Regions from separate parts of the Sus scrofa genome. Here region 1 is linked to region 2. A link is a contact called in public Hi-C data. All regions are on one chromosome and are shown on one strand. The core of a region is the stretch at or near the end of the contact, and the rest is flanking DNA. Distances in the headings are between cores, read along the strand shown.

Evidence for each region. Hi-C and Micro-C count contacts between places; a contact is called where the count stands out from the background.
Region 1: a contact with region 2 is called in a Hi-C map of liver, with 2.3 times the contacts expected there. A contact is called at or near these places in 1 of 5 promoter capture datasets (liver), 30 of 47 Hi-C or Micro-C datasets (adipose tissue, alveolar macrophages, blood and 16 more) and 2 of 2 datasets of targeted methods (alveolar macrophages and skeletal muscle).

Annotation. Positions count from the first base shown.
Region 1 is chr3:76,873,741-76,876,620 of Sscrofa11.1, forward strand. It overlaps CEP68 (centrosomal protein of 68 kDa), which reads right to left. Exons shown (of 7, transcript XM_021087449.1): 6 at 275-447. Among named protein-coding and RNA genes, the nearest start is that of RAB1A, 38 kb to the left of the region's middle.
Region 2 is chr3:76,777,128-76,779,901 of Sscrofa11.1, forward strand. No RefSeq gene overlaps it. Among named protein-coding and RNA genes, the nearest start is that of ACTR2, 49 kb to the left of the region's middle.

The DNA of each region.
Region 1 (2,880 bases), core at 246-2,745, 97 kb after region 2:
CCCCAGTCGTCAGCAAGCTCAGGGGTGAAGCTGAGTGATGGAAAGCACCACACTGAGCTGTAGTTACCACAGGAAGACCCCCAATCTTCTTCCTGGCCATGTCAGAATCTCTCTTTTTCAGGTCCAGGGGCTTCTCCTAGCCTTTCATTTGTTTCAGTAGCTCTTAGCTCAACAAACTTCTAGGAATCCACCACCTGCTGGAGCAGGAGCTCTGTACCTTATCCAGCACTGGGGTCCGAGGACAGTTTTTCTTCTCTTGGGTTGCTCTACCTACCAGGCTAATCCCCTTCACACTGGCGCTCCTGTGTGCCATGGGCGTGCCGTCAGGGACGAGGGTGCAGCCAGCCAGCCTGTCCAGGGAGGCTAAGATGGTGTCGTACAGGTGATCCGCGTGGCTCTCCAGCTCGCTGGGCTGCCTGGAGATCCTCCCGAGGATGTCCTTTAACACTAACACACGAGGGTTACAGAAGTCAGGCCCAAGAAACAACAGTAAGTATGCTTTTAAAAGAGCATACGAGGATGTAGTACTTTATACAACACAGGAACATGGCAATAGTTTCAAAATGTCTGCTTTTTTTTTTTCTTTTTTTCCTCAACAGTGACTCCCTAGGCACTAATGCACTAGAGGATCTACGGTAAATTGTGATTAAAGCTGAGAAAATTGCCATGAGCTGTGGTGTAGGTTGCAGACGCGGCTCGGATCCTGCGTTGCTGTGGCTCTGGCGTAGGCTGGCAGCTACAGCTCCGATTAGACCCCTAGCCTGGGAACCTCCATATGCCGTGGGAGTGGCCCAAGAAATGGCAAAAAGACAAAAAAGACCAAAAAAAAAAAAAGCTGAGAAAAGAGGTTCACTGGCTCCACTTGGAAGGACATACTTCACAAAAAGGCACAGAGACATGGTTATCTGGTGCCTGGTATGATCCGACTTTTAGAGATAAGGCCCAGGGTGCACACCCAAATCCTGTGGGGCAGGAGTCTGAAGTGAAACAAAGCAACATGTCAAAATTAGGACCTGGTTCTAATCAGGTCCTATCAGCTTCTGTAGGCTGTGGGACTGTCTTTTCACAAGTGTATGAGTGGTCTGGTAATATAATATGGGAAGGCCCATCAACCGTTTTTTGCAAATCCTAAATGAACGGACTTCAAAAGAAAATGACCTGGAAGCAGGCTAGGACAAAACGGTTAGTGAGGCCAAGATTCCGTCCCCCACAGGCCAAGTGTTCATCTGAGGAAGGGATGGGCTACGTTCAGGGTGCATCACACACAGGAGGCTTGTTTTTTTTCCCTCAAAAACTTTTATTTCCTTTGTGAAACATAAAGGCTGCTTTTGCTTCCTGCACCTTTATCAGCTGTGTTCACACTCTCCCTAGTTTCCTGCCACAGCTGCAACATCTGCTAGTGGCGGAAGGGAAAGGGGAAGCTGCATATCTGCAGAGGGTGCTGACGGATGGGCGGAAGAAAGAATGGGCTGGCCGTGTTGAGATCAGCCTCTGGGGAAGCCACACAGTGCAGTGACCTTAGGGCAAAGTACCATCCTGAGAGCTTAGAGGCAGCAGGGCAGGCTGAGGAATGCCACCATAGTGCAGCTCACCCCTCACTTTGTACGTGAGGCAAATGGCTGGGTTCTCCCCTGCGCCTTCGCCAGACCTTTGCTCAGTCCTCCGGGTGCAGTCAGTGGAGTTCAGAGGACCCTTTTATTTTTTTTTCTTCTGTTTTTTAGGGCCACACCCACGGCATGTGGAGGTTCCTAGGGGTCAAGTTGGAGCTGTAGCCGCCAGCCGACACCACAACCACAGCCACACGGGATCCGGGCCACGCCTGCGACCTACACAGCTCACCACAACGCTGGATTCTTACCGCCCTGAGCAAGGCCAGGGATGGAATCTCATGGATGCTAGTCGGATCTGTTTTCTCTGCACCACAACAGGAACTCCCAGGGGAGCTTTATTTTTTTAACTTAGAAACTTAGAACGTTAGAACATTTGACTGGGGTCAAATAAAAGCTGGGAATGGTGGTGAAATTTTTCCGAGTGAGACTTTAATATATTCTAATTGAATACATGCATACAGGGGCCTGGTTCAGCTTAATGTCAGTAGGTTCTAGTCATTTGAGCCAGTATAATGAAGGGTCAATGTGCGACAGGACTGTCAACTCATGCATGGAAGAACCTGGGTCAAAATGTAGTGAAAACACCTGCCCGGTAGCCATGGGGAAGCCTTTGCCTGGAGACTGAGATGGGCACATTTTGAAGCAATTAATTTGACTTCCTGTCCCTAAGGTTCTACCTGTGGCTGAGGAAGAAAGCGGGCTGTGAAGAAGCAGGGGGGTGGGGGCGCGGGTAGTGTTTGTGCTCAGGCTCCGCTGACTGGCTCCAATGACTGACAAAGCGGGTCGTGTGCTCTGGAGAGGACAGCTGTGCACCTAGCTGGACAGGCCCTGTGATTTCCACAAAACAGCCAAGTTCCTGGTTTTTCCAAGCAGAGGATCAGGAGGGGCAGGGTGGCAATCTTAATGAGGCTGGAGACCACAGAATACCCAAATACCTCTTCTTGGGGCAGTAAAATACTCTAGACACCTTTGGAGAGAAGGGCAAAGTGGGATGTTATTACAGATAAAGTACTGAGAGGTTATTACTTTTTTTTTTTTTTTTTTTTAAGGGCCACACCTGAGGCATATGGAGGTTCCCAGGCCAGGGGTTGAATTGGAGCTGCAGCTGCCAGCCTACACCACAGCCACGGCAATGCCAGATCTGAGCCATGTCTTTGACCTACCCCACAGCTCACAGCATTGCCAGATCCTTAACCCACTGAGTGAAGCCAGGGATTGAACTTGCATCCTCATGGACACTATGTCAGTTTCTTAACTCGCTAAGTCACAA
Region 2 (2,774 bases), core at 149-2,648:
GTATGCACACACTGCACAATGTTACCTACCAATGAAAATGAACAAACTCCAGCTCCATGCAACAATGTAGATAAAGCTCACAAACTTAAAGCTGAGAACCCAGATATCAAACAAAACATGATTCCATTAATATAAAGTTCAAAAATAGGCAATACTAAGCTAGGGTGTCAGAGGAAGGATATGATTAACTTAGGGGGCTTTGTGACTGGTAGCAGAGACAGGAGGGCTCTTGGGGTTGTGATACTGTTCTGTTTTATAATCTATGAACATTACAGAAGAGTGTGAAGTTTGTGGAAATTCATGCTGTGCATTAATGATCCCTGCTGTGTAATTTTCTGTATGTGGCACGTCAATAAAAATTTACTTTGAAAATGCCCTTAGTAGTTCCTCTTGGGGCGTAGCGGAAGCAAATCCAACTAGTATCCATGAGGATGCGGGTTCAATCCCTGCCTCAGTGGCTTAAGGAGCCTGCATTGTCGTGAGCTGCGGTGTAGGTCACAGACACGTCTCAGATCTGGCATTGCTGTGGCTGTGGTATAGGCTGTAGGCTGGCAGTTGTAGCTCTGATTCAACCCCTAGCCTGAAAACTTCCATATGTTGTGGGTGCAGCCCTAAAGCCCTCAAACCTGAGATCCAATCTGATTTAACCTTACCTACATGCTATCTTGTCTCTTTGGGTCACTTTTTTCTTTTTTCCTTTCACGGTTATCAGAAACATCATAGTGTTATCAAAAAGGGAAGTTCTCTGTTGCTCCTCACAGCATTGTGAACATAATATATACATGTGTTCTAGAACAGTCTAGTAACACAGCATTAAGCTACGTCACCAACGTGCAAGAGCTGACCAGTTTGGAAAAGCGGAAAAAAAAACTGCAGTGTTGCAACGGCATATGGTATCTACCCCAGTTAGATAAATCATTAACCCAGGTGCTCTGTGGTGAGGGGTAGTTGACTAACCTTGTAAACCAAATCAGGGAGCAAAAGTAAAGAGACTGCAGCCGCCTTAATTTGGTGGGGAGTTCCATGTACCTTCTCAATCCAGTCCAGCTGTTGGTTATCTTACTAAATAAGCTTCCCTCTGATCCGTTAGGGAAAAACAAACAAACAAAAGACCAAACAAAAAAAAACGACCTTCAAGAAAGGTTTTCAAAAGGCTGTTAAGAAAAGCCCAACCAAAATGGCCGTTTACCCCCCTCGACTAACTCATGGGAAACTTTCCAGCAGAGTTGAATTAGTTGTCGATTTCTCTACTAAAAAATGATGAAAAATATTCTTTAAAAATTTAAATGTTTTTACCTTTTTGCAATACGAACTTCCCTTCCCTCGACGACTGCCTTAGCCGCAGCTGCAATAAATATGGATCACGCAGGGAGGTGGGTTCACTCCGCCAGAAGGGGGCGCGCAGGAACGTTACTGAGGATTTCAATTACAATAGGTAGCGTCTGTTTATAGCCCATTGTGGCCGCCAGGTTAAACTACTTGGAATGAGCTACGGTGAATTGCTTCAAAAACTTTGAGCAGTTCTCCACTGTTAACCAAGTAAGTGCAAACTCTGTATTCTACAAAGTTAGTTCAAGATGACTGCTTCAGCGAAAGGTGTTGGCGCATTTTGTTTCTTGTTGGGAAAGTGTGAAATCAGATACAGTGTGTTTTAGGGTAGTGGGAGCAATGACATTTTCTTTAGCTGCCTCACTTCCTCCATTCCCCCTTTGGTGTTAAAAAAAAAATCCATTGCTTTTGAGGGAGAACAAAGCAAGGAGCCAGCCTGGTGAAGAAATGCCCAACACCAAACAGCTTTCTCTGATATTTAAATTTAAACAGTTATTTTCAGCTATTCTTAATACTCATTCCTGGACCTTGTCATTACCTAGAAAGAAACTACAATAGTTTTAGGACTATCACGTTTTTCAAGTACCACTGGAAAAAAGTCACAGATTAAAAAATCCTCATCCAGGAGTTCCCCTCGTGGCTGGGCGGTTAACGAACCCGATGAGGATCTATGGGGATGCGGGTTTGATCCCTGGCCTTGATCAGCGGGTCAAGGATCCGGTGTTGCTATGAGCTATGGTGTAGGTCGCAGACACGGCTGGAATCTGGCTCTGCTAAAGCTGTAGCATAGGCCAGCACCTGTAGCTCTGATGAGACCCCTAGCCTGGGAAACTCCACATGCCAGATGTGGCCCTAAAAAGAAAAAAAATTAAATAAAATAAAAAAATTAAAAATCCTCATCAGGAGTTCTCTGGTGGCTCAGAGGGTTGAGGATCCTGTGTTATCAGTGCTGTTGCTCTGGTTACTGCTGTGGCTCTGGTTACAGCTGTGATGTGGGTTCAGTCCATGACCTGGGAACTTCCTTGTGTCACAGGTGTGCCCCCCAAATCCTCATCTGATTTCATTTTATCAAATGGTTAGTGTTTCTCAGCTTTCTGCTCACAAAATATCAAATGCTAGGTAGCTTGCAAAAGTAGCTCCAATTTAGTTTTTCAAGAGAGTTTTTCAAACCTCTCTCCCAAACCAGTCCAGGGTATCCATATGTATCCCATGTGATGTTGCAATGGGGTACTTTGCAAACAAATCTAAATATGTAAAATAATAAAACATTAGAAGAATGTATAAGAGAATATCTGTATAACCTTGGGAATGGGAAGATCTTAAGCAAGACAGGAAACTCAGAGAAGTTAAAGAAAAAACATAGGTATGTTTGACTACATAAAAATTAATATTTTTGCAACATTAAAGACATCATAAAAATGGAAAGAAAAGGTGAGGGGAAATGT